2 separate regions of the Oryza sativa genome follow, and region 2 is linked to region 1. Evidence: chromatin contacts called from public ChIA-PET data. All regions are on one chromosome and are shown on one strand. Each heading gives the region's core, a stretch centred on a gene start, on an enhancer-like site or on the middle of the called end of the contact. The rest is flanking DNA. Distances are from core to core; before and after follow the strand shown. Region 1 holds the start of LOC4345082 (protein SMAX1-like). Region 2 has its middle 7.4 kb from the start of TRNAW-CCA.

The links. ChIA-PET counts read pairs in DNA pulled down with a chosen protein or histone mark.
Region 2: an H3K4me3 ChIA-PET map of leaf shows a contact between it and region 1, with 6 times the contacts expected there. The contact joins the enhancer-like site here to the promoter of LOC4345082 in region 1. A contact is called at or near these places in 5 of 15 Hi-C or Micro-C datasets (leaf, leaf mesophyll and an unstated tissue) and 2 of 4 datasets of contacts at active chromatin or transcription factors (both in leaf).

Annotation. Positions count from the first base shown.
Region 1 is chr8:9,281,234-9,288,876 of ASM3414082v1, forward strand. It overlaps LOC4345082 (protein SMAX1-like), which reads right to left and starts at 3,335. Exons shown (of 3, transcript NM_001422513.1): 1 at 1,757-3,335; 2 at 1,210-1,483; 3 at 1-1,111. The coding sequence starts at 3,018.
Region 2 is chr8:9,339,096-9,346,738 of ASM3414082v1, forward strand. No RefSeq gene overlaps it. Among protein-coding and RNA genes, the nearest start is that of TRNAW-CCA, 7.4 kb to the left of the region's middle. Within about 2 kb of position 3,481, at least 13 of the 15 cell types and tissues checked have open chromatin away from gene starts, as enhancers often do. A contact at or near this core is called in leaf, where this site is marked.

The DNA of each region.
Region 1 (7,643 bases), core at 2,085-4,584:
CGACTGCCAAATTGAGGTCAAGTGACAGACCGTGACTACTGGACAGTTCTTTTGCTAACTTTGCAGGGCGAACATCATCGCATAGCCAATCTGCTCGGTGCTTGACCTGTTTGTCACCAATCGAGAGCTCTAGTTGCCAACTCGAACTTGTTGACTCCAACATCCTCTCTTCACCTCGTAGCAGAGTCTCAACGTTTGATCCCTTGAGCTCCTCGGGTACCCAGTTTGTGGTGAGCACAAATATGACATTACCAAGGCTGACCTCACGCCCACGGGAGTCTGGTAGGCGACCGGTCTCCATTGCCCGTTTGATCTTTCCATGCACAACAACGTCCACTTGATCGATGCCCTCCAGAACAATCACCGAGAATGGGTTCTGCCGAACTGCCTCAGTGACCCGGTCGAGTGCAGTTTTTCCCCAGAAACCCATGTTAGGACCATCATTGCCGACCCTGCCCAACCGGGAGTCACCACCAAAGTTCACGACGACTGGTCTGGTGTTTGCCATCAGCTCAGACAATGCGTTCACCATCTTCCTCTTACCAGCTTGATCAGGGCCAACAAACAGGAGCCACATGTCACCCCTTGTCCCAACGTTCCGCCGCTTCCCGCTGCCAGATCTGCATTGTATTACAACAGCAGCAATGGCTGAAGCGGCATCTGACTGCCAGCTGACCTTCTCTGTAAGCCCCTTGAGGAGCCTCTTGAAGGATTCAATATCAGAAATTCCAGCAATCTTGGCCTTTTGTAGAGCCGTTAGTCCTTCACAACTTTCCTTCTGCTCATTCTCCACAGCAGGATTCGTGCCCGGGTCCAAGCGACAGAGCACAAGGTCAGTTTTCACTGGGCTGGCAGGAGGGCTCTTACGGAGCTCAAGGGTCGGCGCAACCGAGGGCTTCTCCCAACTGGGATTCATCTTAAGAGTGGGGACAGCGGCACCCCTTGCGACCCCCAATTTGGGCTCGACGGGTGGGCGTGGCGTGAATGTGGCAAGAGGCACGGAGAGCGCCGGTGCCATGGGACAGGCGGAGTGGATTCGGGCACACGTCTCGCGCCATTTCCTCTCAAGCTCATCTTTGCTCCTCTTAAGTTTCAGCTCTTGCTCCTTGGCCTGTAATAAAGAAACAAAAAACACCATATATTAATGGCGATTCCGGTAGAAGAGAGCTTGATGTTTACCCAAGATTTCGACAGGGGAAAAACACATACCTTATTTTGATCATTGCTGAGCTGCAGCCAGTGTGGCAATCCAGGCTTGGCAGCCTCAGGGCGGGACGCCGGCTTATCCGTCTGCTCGGCCTCAAGCTTAGCGAGCTCGCGCTCATAGCTACCCTTGCAAAGCAAGCACATGGCCGGCTTTGCTGCCGGAGACTGGTCGCTCCCCGGAGGCGGCCACCGGAGCGCCGTTGGTGTCACTGGCATAGGCCGAAGTGCAGGTGATAGCATCCCCATCGAGCTGTTGAGAATTCCACTGCCTCCAGGCCTACACAATCCAATAATAATTCATCAAATTGACAGGAATTGAGCTACAGTTATGAGATTGAACACAAAAGTAGAAGCGTACTGTTGTTACACAAAAAGCAACTACTACCTTTTTCAGGATTTCAACCATCATAGTGAATTAAAAAAAACCTTAATCAAAGCAAAAATTTCCCCACCAAATGAAATCTTCTCCCAGGTGAAACAAATTCACACCAAACAATTTTTTTTGTAAGAAATCAAGATTGAATCAGGCAGGGGAAAGAGATGGACGCACCGGAGAGCTGAGCCGGCGGCGGCGGCGGCGATCGGCGCGCCGCCGCGGGCGATGGGCACGGCGTGGAGGTCCCACTCCGCCTCCATCCCCGGGTGGTAGACCTTGCAGCGGAGGTAGGTGGTGCACGCCGCCGTGCAGACGGCCCACACGCCGGCGCGCCCGAATCGACGGAGAAGGCGCCCCATCTCCGCCACCGCGGCCTTGCCCCCTTCCGACGCCGCCGCCGCGGGCCCGTCGACGAGCCACTTGAGGTCGCCGAGGTCAAGGACCACGCCGCCGTGCTCGCCGAGGAGCCTCTCGACCACCGCGCCCAGGTCCCCGATCCTCGCCGCCATCGCCGCCTTGTCGCCGGCGAGCTTGGCGAGCTCCGCCTCCAGAGGAAGAACCTTCGCGCCGGCGAGGGCCGGGAAGCCGGCCGTCGGGATCCTCCGGATTGCCTCCTTGAGCACCGCGTCCGGGCCGGCGTCGCCGACGAGCACCGGGTTGCGGCGCGTCGGCTTGAGCATGACGTCGATCACCTTGCGCGCATCGTCGCCACCGCCGCCGCCGCCGCCGCTGGCGACGGCGGCGGCGGCTGCGAGGCGAGGGTTGAGGTATGCGTTGGCCGCGCCGGCGCGCGGGAGTGGGGATGGCGACGGGGAGAGCGGGCCGGGCCCGGCCGTCGTGGTGGAGGCCGCGGCGGAGGGGCACGGCGAGGGGGCGGAGAGCGACTGCTCGATGATGGACTTGACGGCGGCGGAGGAGAAGGACGCCTCCCGCATGACGCGGCTGACGGAGGGGTCGTCGAGGATGGACAGCACGAGCTGCTCGAGCTCCACCTTGACGGCGAGGAGCGGCTGCTGCGCCGCCTCGGGGCACCCACGCCGCTGCTGCGCCTGCGCCCGCTTGAGCGCCGCGACGAGCGCGTTCGACACGGGCGGCGACGCCCCCGCCCCATGCGCCGCCGCAGCCGCCGCCGCAGCAGCCGGGAGCCTATCCAGCGCGACGGAGAAGCAGAGCTCGAGCGCGCGGCAGTGCAGCGGGTGCGCCCCCGCCCCCGCCCCCGCCGCCGCGCCACCACCCCCACCCACCCCCGCCGCCGACGCCGCCCTCGCGCAGGCCTGCCTGAGCAGCCCCGCCGGCGCGGCAAGAAGCGCGGCGGCGACGTGCAGCGGCGTGGTCTGCCCATGCCGGCGCCGCCCAGCCTCATCCATGGCCCTCGCCAGCGCGGCCGCGGCTTCCGGCGTGAGCGTCTGCTGTATGGTGCTAAGATCCGCCCTCATCTTGATCTTCCCCAACTCATCAATCGATCAAACACCACCCCTCCACCCAAAATTCACACCACCCTCGCCGCCGCCAAGAACCCAACCCAACCCCACCCAAGAAGAGGCAGCAAAGGGGATGGAGAGGCGGAGGCAACGAGACGAAGACGACGACGAGGAGGAGTCGAGGAGTAGTAGCACTAGTAGTAGTAGTAGTACACCACTTCACCGCAAGGGAAGGGAAGGAGAGAGGAGGAGGAGGAGGAGGAGGAGGAGGCGAAATGCGAATAGAATCTTCGTCTTCGCGCAGCCCTGCGTTGTTTGTTGTTTGTTACATTTGCCCGCTTGGGGCAGAGGAGATTTTTTATTTATAATTTTTTTACCTGCTTTTTCCTTTTCTTGATTTTTTTTGCTCTTCTTTTTCATTTGTTACTACTATTATTACTTTTTTTTCTAAAGTGGAGTACAACCTTGGTACAAAATAAGTTTTTTAATTCATCCCGCGCATACCAATACAAAATCAAATATAAATATGATTATTGATTTTTTATCTATTCTTAATGTATTTATTTTTCTAATTTCACAAACTCTGCGATAAATTACTCATAAGTGAATTTGTTTTGTGACAAACGGGAGAAGTCAAAAATAAATATTTTGACCAATGTATTTATTTTCTACCTTTGCAAACTCTAATATAATGATTACTTAAAAAGTAAATTTGTCTTGGAACAAACGAAAGAAGCAAAAATGATTTTATTTTGGAAACAGAAATAATATATTCATTAAATACTGTAGCGTGAATGCTTTTTGAGAGTAATAAAAAATGAATTTCTATTTTGGGTGTTTGTGCGAGGGTGTGGGTTTGAGGTAAGGAAAAGGAAAGGGTTGCGTCGCGTCACCACTTTCCGCCATCCGTCCCCCCGCTTGCAAACGTGAATGTTTCCTCTTTTTTCTTAATCACCTTTTTCTTTTCTTTTCTTTTCTTTTTCTTATTATTCTTTTTTTCTTTTCTCAGTGCGAAAAGGAAAGGGGTTAACTTTGACAATACAAGAGGGGTAGTAATTAACCGCGTTTTGATGGTAAGATGCGAGACTTTTTGAGCGGTAAAAGGAGCTTTGCATCCGGTTATTTATTTAAATTAACAGCTCTGTTATTTTTCCCAACATGGTAGATACTACTAGCATTTTTCTAATTTTATATGCGCATGTTTATGATAGTTTTATCAATATATTTGCGAATTGCGATGGCTTATATACATTTGCATTTGCTAAATAATTTTCACGTTCGTTTTATAGTTAAGTTGGTTTGCAAATTGTATGTGATCTTGTAATTATAGGTGTGAAGATGTCCAATTCCTCGAATATAGATATTGTACGGTTGGCACACTATGTAATCCATTTTGGGAATTAGTTGCAAGTCTAGGGATATAATTCTGGCTTTAAATACTTCCCTTTAAATTTCTTTTGACATGTTTATCAACATTGGTTGTTACGGTTCCACATAAAACATCAATCTGAAGGACTGGCGATTTTTAAAATTTTATTAAACCATTCCTACCAATTCTTTACAATAAAACCTTCCTCATCCAATTTCCAATTTTGGATGCTTCAGGCTTCAGCAATGTTAATACTACCACATGCAAATTAAAAGATCACAGCATGGTCAGGAGGCTTATTAAAAAATATACATATATAAAGCTTTTAATATATAAAAAGAAACAGAGAAAATAGAACACATGTGTGCCTTCATAATCACACAAAATACTTGCACATCTATGCCTTCATAATCACACAAAATACACAGCTTATCTTTTTTGAGGAAATTAAATATGTAGCTTATCTTGTTTGTCATCTCGATCGTTTTCTTCACAATTATGTGGCCTGCAGAACAAACTGGTTTCTTGTGGCTGCCAACTTATCTTGCAAAGTAGAAGTAGTATAGGTATAGGCTATAGCTTGTTGTGTCCTTGAATGCAATATTCATTCTTATCAAGGGGCATCTTGCATTATTTTGTCCACAAAAAGGCACCTTTGTCATATCTACCCCGGGTCCCGGGCACACGGTGACTTGAAAGTAAACATGATTAGTTGTTAATCCAGTTGCTTTGCTAGTGGATGAAAGCTTGATGCGACGTGTGGGTTAATTTTTTTTACTTATAATTTCCACTGCCTTGACAGTTGATTTTATTTTATTTTTAGGGTGATGAATGAAAGGTAGGGGAATAAAAATATCTTTTTTGAGATGATCGAGATGGTTGGCCGTCACTTCGAGATATAGTAATTTTTGCTCGGTCGCCCAAAGGGTAAACTGGTATCTCGAAGTAAAAAAATTCAGAATATAATCTTTCTGTCAATTATATAGTACCTCTTCGTAAAAAAAAATCAATCATAGTAGCTATGAAACTGAACACACTTATGTTTATTCGTAGCTAGGAGTTAGTTTTTATGGGATGGAGTAGTAATTCTAAACTGTATTGTTTCTCTGTGTGAATGGTTTGTGCTGTCAAGCTACCTGTGTGAATGAATTAACCTGAGTTATGAAAAAAAAAGAAGCAATCGTGTTATATTTTCGTGCCTTTATATGTAAGTCAGTTTAGCTAAATTTGGTGAAAATATTATTTCAAATAAACAGAGGAAATAGTCAGCCTATCACTTTCTAGATAGTGAGCCACGATTAATAGCTCGACGACTGTTCTAGATTTCAATAACTAGGTAGTTAAACAGTCGCGTCAAGTAATTACTACACATCAAAAGCCAAAAGCACGTACACACACACACACACACACACACATATATATATATATATATATATATATATATATATATATATATATATATATATATATATATATATATATATATATATATATATATATATATATATATATATATATATATATATATATATATATATATATATATATGAGATATCTCCTCCAGGGCATAACTATCATAGTCAAGAAATCGATCTTGGCCGCACACTTGCTCATGGATGGTCCCTTATTTATGAAGCTACCAGCTAAGTTGTCTGCTTAGTTTTACAATAATTTTTCCCTAAAAGGTCTGTTCTAGGTCACGTTTAGGAAAAAAATTGAGGCTAGCTAAAAATGCTCATTTTCTCGGATAGGTTCGTGGACTTAAAAATACTAGGTGAAACCCCGCACGTTGCTGCAGGAGTTTAAGTATGATAATAATAAATAAAAATAATATGTAAAATAGCTACACAACATAAGATTATATAAGTTAACGTGGCTTATGATAATTTAAATTTAAATGATATATAGAATGATGATTCAAATGTAAAAGTAAACTGATATGACTTTCTGAAAGAAAAAAAGTATTGAAATAGTTTGGACCGTAGATTAATCATCTAAAGACTAAAAATAATTGAGGTGATATGGATTAATGAGAGAAGAAAAGGGAGAGATAATTTGGACCATAGATTAATCATTTAGGCACTAAAAAGAATTATATGATATGACTTAATGAGAGAAAAGAGAAATAACATTAACTAAGTGAGGATGAATTATATAGGTACATAGCATATTATAAAAAATAATGAATATATTGAAATATTATATAAATTATGTGGGATGATGATTTAACATGCTTGTATTTTAAAAGCTCTAAAATTTAATAAATTATAAAATTATAGATAATATAATATGTTTGCATGAAGTTTAAATTTAATGGTTGTTAGTGGATGATGATGTGGCATCTTTGCATGTTAAGCTTTAGGAGTTAGTGGGTTATAACTTTACAATAAGATAGGATACACAGGAAGGTTAGACAATGTAAAGATATTAAGATAAATATTAATTTGATTATTATGTGGGGTATTTTAATTTATTTCTAGATCATTACATATTTATTTATAAAAGTTTATTTGTATACCTCAACAAAAGTAAAAGTCTACTCGTATGCCAAACCTGCACTGCACGTCTGAATAAAGAAAGTTTGTCGGAATCTCGGAGATAATATACCACCTCACACAATTCCGAAATATTGACACACTTCCAGGAAACACCCAAGTAATGGCAGGTGCGACAAACACACCTTCCAATCGAAAAGTGAGAAGCTTATAAACCTTAATTACACAAATGATCTCAACCATGACTTTGTAGGCTAGCGCTGTACACCAGACGTATGTAACAAGTAGTGGATTGGCACACGCTGAACATATATATACGCAAAGGGCTACTCGCTGAATGCCCGCCTGTGAGAGAAGAATCTGTCAACCTGCGTAATCCTTCCTATTTCAGCCTTCTATCCTTTCCTCTCTCTTTTTGATCTAGGTGATTTTATCGCATGGGCTAGGGATGGGGAGAACATGTGGGCCACTCGGGCGCGAGGTGCAGGAGCAGGAGTCGATCGTCTAGTGGCGCTACTCCTAAGTCAGATGAGCCTCACAGCACACACGTGAATTATGTCCTTATCCTTTTTTAACCTTTTGATTTTCAATGTTTGTTTCAAATTCATTTGTAGAAAGTTTATATGCCAAATATTTTCTAGGTAGAATGTTTCTATATATAAAGTTGTTTTTATGTGCCTTTTCTTTTCTTTTTTTGTTTTCAATGTTGTTTTGAATTCATTTGTAGAACGTATGTGTTTGGAATGTTTCTACGTAGAATGTTCCCATCTACAAAG
Region 2 (7,643 bases), core at 2,231-4,730, 58 kb after region 1:
CCCGGGACCTAGAAATTCATTTCGTACAATTGAACCTTTTCAAACTGTTTCTTTTTGAGAACCAAAAAAACTTGTGCCAAAATAACGGATGCGAAGAAGAACAAAAGGCCTTGAACGCGTAATGGATCCTGAAGCACTATTTCTGCATCCCCCTGACCAAACCCTCCCACATTAGGATTACTTGTTAATGGTTGATCAAGCTTGATCGATTCCCCCTCTGAAACAAGAAGTTCTGGACCGGGAGGTATAAGATCAATCACTTGGCGTCCATCCGATGCATCGACTATGGATATTTCATATCCCCCCTTTTCTTTACGCAGTATTTTTCTTACTACACCTGTTGACGTTGCATTATAGACCGTATTGTTACTCTTGCTACCATCAGGATAGATCTGTCCCCTTCCTCGGTTTCCCCCCACATATATGGGATATTTTAAGAAATGAACGTCTTTCTTCATAGCAGGGTCGGGGGAAAGAATGGGAAAGACGATTTCACTATATTTCTTACCGGGAACAGGGCCTATCACAAGAATATTTTTTTTATTGGGACGATAACTCTGAAAAGAGAGATTTCCTATCTTTTCTTTCAACTCAGGAGAAATACGGTCGGGCGGCGCTAATTCGAATCCCTCGGGCAAAATAAGAACAGCACCCACATTCAACCCTCCCTTTTTCCCATTAGCAAGAACTTGTTTCAGTTGCATATCATAAGGAATTCGAAGAACTGCTTCAAATACAGTATCGGGAAGCACTGCTTGGGGAACTTCAATATCCACAGGCTTATTCGCTAAATGGCAATTGGCACATACAATTCGTCCAGTTGCTTCTCGTGGGTTTTCATAACCTTGCTGCGCAAAAATGGGATATGCATTTGAAATAGATGTCCGAGTTATTACGTATATCATGATCGATACAGAAATCGATCGAGTCATCTGTTCCTTTACCCAAGAAAAAGTATTTCTATTTTCCATGTCCAATCACAGATCCCGGAATTTCTACAATAAATTAGATAGGTAGCTAAGCTAATCTAGTTCCCTATACACGAATCTGTTGTCATTCTACTGCAACAGTTGTACTGGAATGATGAATACCTTGAGCAGGTAGAAATAGAAAAAAAGAATTTTGCTAAAATGGAAAAAGGCTTTCTTTCTAAAGGAAAAAGGATGCTAATTTTGATTAATATCAGGAGATCAAATGAGTTTATGCTTCACTAATTGAATGATAAATGACTACAAGCGAAGGAGATAGGCGGTTTAAACAAAAAAAGACCCAAAATTTCAAACATGTATCTAGAATCACAGGAAAACTACAAACAAAAATAGTGAAAATTAGCTCGTTAGGAACCCATCCAAGATCGTTATAGACCCAACGAATTAGTAGTTCCCAACCGCGGGTGGAGTGAAATCCAACAAAAAAATCAGTAACTAAAAGAATAAAAAAAGCTTTTACTGAGTCATTTAAGTTATAGAAGAATTCCTGAACCCAAGAATTCAAAATAACAAGTTCCTCTTTACCCAGAAAAAAAGAACCACTTAGAATAGCCAAACAGATTATATTTGTCGAGAAATGCAAAATGATATGGAGATGACCCTCATTATCTATTTTGGCCAATTGTATTATTTCCTTGCGTATTCCTATAGGGGGGTTTTGTACATGTGTATTCGGTTTCTCTTTTATCATTTCGTCCAAGATAAAAAGGTCTTCTAATTCCATGAATCTTTCTAGAACTCTTTTCTCTTGAATAGCAGTTAAGAGAGTTTGGGAATCTTGCATGCCTTTTCCGCCCGCCTCCGCACGCACGCACGCGGTTTCTGCGCGTCCACCTCATCCCCCAAAATGTAACCATCTTGCGATAGTACTGGCATACTCCCTCCGTAGTAGTACTCGTTCGTAGAGGAATTTGTGTAGTACAGCGACACGGTCTTTCAATCATACTTTTGATTTATTCTTTCTATTAAAATATTTATTAAAAAATAATATAGGTATATTTTTATGAAAGTATTTTTCAAGGTAAATCTATTTATATATTTTTTTATATTTTCAAACTTAACAACTTGAGACAACTTGAGAGTTATTCATGATTTATATTCTCAAGGTTTGACTTAAATATTGTCCTAAACGACTACGTACTTCCTTCCAAAAAGCCAGTTTAAAACAGATTAATTGTTACAATAATAATAATAATAATAATAATAATAATAATAATAATAATAATAATAATAGCGAATTATGTACAAGATAAAAATATATAAATTAAATATATTCATAAGTAAACTTAACAAGTACACCTCCGTTCATATGGGCAAATATATTTTTATCATACGTCCATCTCATATGGTTATCTTGTTTTTTTCACAAGCTAGTCAAACTTTTTTAAGTTTGAACCGAGTTTGTAGAAAAACGAGCTAGCGTATGCAACATTAACATCAGATCCACCATAAAGTATGTCTTGATAATATATTTATTTGTTATTGTATATGTTGGTATATTTTTTAGAAAAAAAACAGTTAAAATTACGGATAAATTCAGGGTTGTCTAGACATATCATGTTTACAATTTCAGTTCGAGAAACACCGAGGGGTCTTCCAGCTAGCTCCACGAGGGGGTGGGTTAGATAAACTGGGTTTGAAGCCTCACCCCTTCTAATTATTTGATATTAGGTCATTTCTTAATATTAACGTTTTTTGCAATTTCAGTTCAAAATTTCGCCCTCCCCCCTCCAGTAAGCAAATATACTGGCTCAAATTTCCCTTTCTTTATAAATTTGGTCAAAGTTTATTTAAATTTCATTAACTTTTCAAATAATTTTGTGAAAGAAGTATGAAAATTTCCAAAAATTTCGGTGTGGTGCCACTGAAATCCCGAAATTTTGAACAAAAACGAAATTGAAAACCCTGAGTGAGATAAATTCACAGATTTCACATACTCCCTCCTCCGTCCCTAAATATTTGACGCCGTTGACTTTTTTAAATATGTTTGACCGTTCGTCTTATTCTAAAACTTTTATGAATTATGTAAAACTATATATATACATAAAAATATATTTAACAATGAATCAAATGATAGGAAAAGAATTAATAATTACTTAAATTTTTTAAATAAGACGAACGGTCAAACATGTTTAAAAAAATCAACGGCATCAAATATTTAGGGACGGTGGGAGTATTATGTAATGTAATATACGTGCATTAGGATTTTTCCCATGCAAGAACCAAATGCTCAATGGTTTTTTCATTAGAAAGCGTTTGTTGATGATTAACTAGGTGGCATACATATCGTACACACGGGGGCCGCGGGCGGAGTCGGTCGCCGAACGAGAGCTATAAAGGCGGTGACGTACGCGGCGGAATTCGTTGGCCGGCCGGCTCGATCGGCTGACTTCTTTTATATGCAGGCGTGTGAAACGAATTGATTAGACCTGAGAGCATCCATCAGATGTGCGTGCGTGGTCGATGGACGACGTATGCGCTCGCTTTGCTCAGCCATACCGTGTCACTTTTTGTTTCCCTTGTAAAATCACCCGTTTGTCCTCACTCTCACTCCCCCCTCCCCTTTTCCCTGCCTGCTTTCCGAGATGCAAACCGTCTGACTTTCCTTCCTTTTATTTTCTTTTGTTTTTCCTTTTTTTATGTATCAGTGGGATTTGTGTTTTTCTCTATTTTTTTTATGATTATACTTTTGTATCACACAGATAATATTAGAGAAATAATTGTTAGTTAAAACCTTATTTTAACAAAACAAAAATGCGGCCTATATTACTTTCTCTATTCTAATTTGATCACCACCTAAGAGTTTTTAGGTTTATCAAAATGATCATTATATAACAAAGTGCCTATTCGTCTATTTGTGCAAATAGTTAACGGTTGTGTTCGTATGAGATGGCTGTGGCTGCACAGCGTAGCAGCTGCGGCACTCGCAGTAAATTTCATGCTTCTAGTACTGATGATAAAGTCAACAGCAGCCTAACAGCTGCAATATGTAGCTCAAGTGAACACAGCCAATGTGCGCCGTGAAATACCTTGCACGCATGCGTGCATGCAACCAATCAAGATTATTTTCTATTGGTTCAATCCATGTAACATTTAAAGTGTGAATTATTTTTTGTTGGACACCAAACGAACGTAGCATCTTAATCGATAAAGATTAATTTCAGAATGATAAATATTTTGGTATTTTTAATCTTGGTGCTCTTTGTTTAGGGGTGATTAAATTGGGATGAATGGGGTATAAAATAGAGTGAGTATATGTATAATTAACATGTACAAATTTAAAATTAAGAAATCTAATGCATGCACGCGGCTGCTTTACGACACGGAAAGGTGGCCACCTTTTTGGTCATGCCAGCCACTAAATAATTTGGCAACTTTTCGATGGTTCGATGTCGATCTACTGTTTCAGTTTGTTGAGGACACCAAGTTGACAAGCAACACCAACATGCATGCATGCATCCTCTCTTCTCAAATCTCTAGTGGTACATTTTTTTTAATCCATCAATCCATATATGGTTGACTCTTGCAAGTTGCACCTTTTGCTCTAGCTACCGCCTGCCGGCCGGCTTCTACATGCACGTGGCAATGCGTTGAACAAAATAGGTACATGACATGTTTAATTGAAAATTGGCTTCATCCTTAAATTAGCCATTGCCAAGACAGATGAAGATTAAACATAAATCATGATGCAAAATTAATTTTAGTAAAGAAAGTCTGAATTACCCCCTTAACTATTGGGTGAGTACGAATTATCCCCTAAAAAGAAAACCAAACATCTATCACTTTCAACTGTTAATACATGATGAAAAAAACCCCGAGCGAGTAGCTTTGCAAGCAGTTTTGGTTGTACATAGTAGTCAAGTCAATATTTTTTAAAAGAAAAACACTCGATGCATAGCATCCAAATTCTTTCCCTCTCGCTCCTCTCTCTTCTCCATCCCATAGTGCGGACGGCCGACATCGGAGTTCGCATGAGCATGAACGCCACGTCGCCGTGGTGCAACCCGACACGGGAGCATAAGACACCGACGAGTGCACACACCCGCGACGACCTCGCTAGTGACGGCGTCAACAAGCGCAAAGTGTGTGGGGGAGTAGGGATGACGACAACCGCAACAACGAGAATGCGAACGCCGGGATGGAGAACAGGACGACCAGAGGAGGTGCGCACCACGTGGAGTGGAGATGCAGGGTGTGGGTATGCACGCCAGCGGAGGCCGAGGAGGAGGCGTGCACTGGTGGAGGTCGAGGAGATTTGGCGCAACCATGCAGGAGGTGCCCTGATGGAGCCCAAGGAGGAGCAGCCTCCGCCGCTCGCCGTCCCTAGTAGCCTTCGCCTCCGCCTTGTCATCGCCTATGCGGAATGTCCGACTTTGCCGCCACTGCAGCCACCTCTGCGCAAGCTCCGACGTTGGCCACGTGCGTGCGCATGCGGGCACCGAGCAAGTCGTGCTGTTTATCTAGGGGAGGGAGAAGTGAGAGAAGGGGTGCTGTGAGGGAGAGAATTTGACAGGTGGGTCCCATTGATTTATTTAAAAAAATACTGATTAGATTATCATGTAGAACCAGAACAATTCTAGATTGGGTTAGAGGGTTTTTCACACGGTATTACTAGTTGAGGGTGAAAGATGTATAGTTTTTGGGTTTGGAGGTAATTCGTACTCCAACATGAGGGGTGTAATTCAGACTTTTTCCTTTATTTTAGTGATTTCAGTTATTTTTTTTAATCTAAGATAAGTTAGTATAGCATATTGTTGGCACAGATAAGTTCGAATTCTTACTACTCTCACCGTTTCATATTATGGGCCTGTTTGGAGAAGTTTCTAACAGCTGTAGCTTCTCCTAGAATCTCCAGCTGCCAAAAGCTCCCCCAAACAGTCCAGCTTTTTACCCAGATTCTGAGAATATGTAGTTGTAGAATCTGGAAAATGAATTAGAAGTCAGAAGCTGGGTTTCCCGGCTTCTCCAGATTCTCACCAGCTAGCTTCTCAGTAGCAGCTTCTCATAATCTTAAACTTCCCAAACAGGCCCTATAAGTTGTTTCAAAAAATTTTCAATCAAATTTCTTTAGATTTAACTAAGTTTGTGGGGAAAAGAAATTAAATCTATAAAAATCAAATTAGTTTCAAGTAACATCCAATTTACTTTGTACTCCTGGCATTCAATATTTACTTTTATACAAGTAAAAAGGTTTTCACCTGCGAAGTGAGCATAGCTCAACTGGTTAGGCTCCTTGTAGTGGAACCAGCCCACCCGGGTTCAAATTCTAGATTTGATATAGGTGCTCGCATTTACGGCTAATTATTCTTTCAGTGGTAGACGATGTACCCGTCGACAGCGAGGCGCCTGTGGTGACTTCGTTGATCAAAAGTTTTCACCAAACGCTTTGTAGTAAAGACGTCACGCGTTGTCTAAAGTGAGGGAACAAACACGCGTGCAGTGCAGAAGCACTGTGAAAGCCAAAAGGTAGTTCTGACCAAAGCGTAGCCAGTCAGTCAGAAACAAGAAAAACGACATCTATTCAGTCAGAAAACAAGAAAAACGACATCTATTTGGACTTTGAACGCATACATCGATCGTGCAGACGTTTGCATGCATGGAGTTTAATTTACGCGTGAAGCATCAGCCTAGCTTTTGACCCTGTAAATTTCGCCTTTGATTAATTTCGTTGTACTCCCTCCTCCGATAAAAGTACCAAACTAGCCACCTATCTCATAATAAAATAGATTTTAAAGGGATATGACACACCCTAATACTACAAATCTAGGCTTTATAAATCTGGACATAAAGCCTATGTAGATTTTTAATATTAGAATGTATCACATCCTTTCAAAATCAATTATATTAGGAGACGAAGGGAGTACTAGACCGCCAAAGCTAATTCACACGCGCGGCTCCTCCCCAGGCCACGCCTTTCTTTTTCATTTTTTGGTGATTTTTTCGCTTTTTTTCCGGTTTTTTCTGGTTACGTTTTTTAATCTTTAGCACACATATTTTTTCAAAATGTTTTGAGTTGAAAATTTTTAAATCTGATTTGAAAATTTTCAAATCTCAAGTTGAAAAGTTTTCAAATCTGGGTTGAAAGTTTTCAAATCTCGAGTTGAAAAGTTTTTAAATTTGAGATGAAAAGTTGAAAGTTTTCAAAATTTGACTTTGAAAAATTCAAATTTCGAGTTGAAAATTTTCAAATCTAGGTTTAAAGTTTTGAAAATTTGACTTCAGATATAGATTTCTGTCAATTTGCTAGTTAGAAAAAATCTTTACATTAGTACGAAGGGAATTACTATTTTAAAGTACGAAGGGAATAGTTATTTTAGTGGACAACATAATGGGCAACGTTGACGAGAGGCTTGCATTTCTAGCTCCTGCACTGACATGGTGGCACATTGATGTGACTTAACTTATTCCTACCTTCATCCCAAAGGAATGTCTGGTTTACTCCCTCCGTCCCAAAGAGGGAATGTAACCTCTCCTAGATTGATATATGTGGATATATAGAGTATCCATATACATTGTCCTAGGCGTTGATTTCTTTTGGGACGGAGGGAGTAGTTTCTAACTTTTTTTTTTAAACTTTTGACATTTTCATCGCATCAAAACTTTCCTATACAGAAACTTCCAACTTTTCCTTCACATCGTTTTAATTTCAATCAA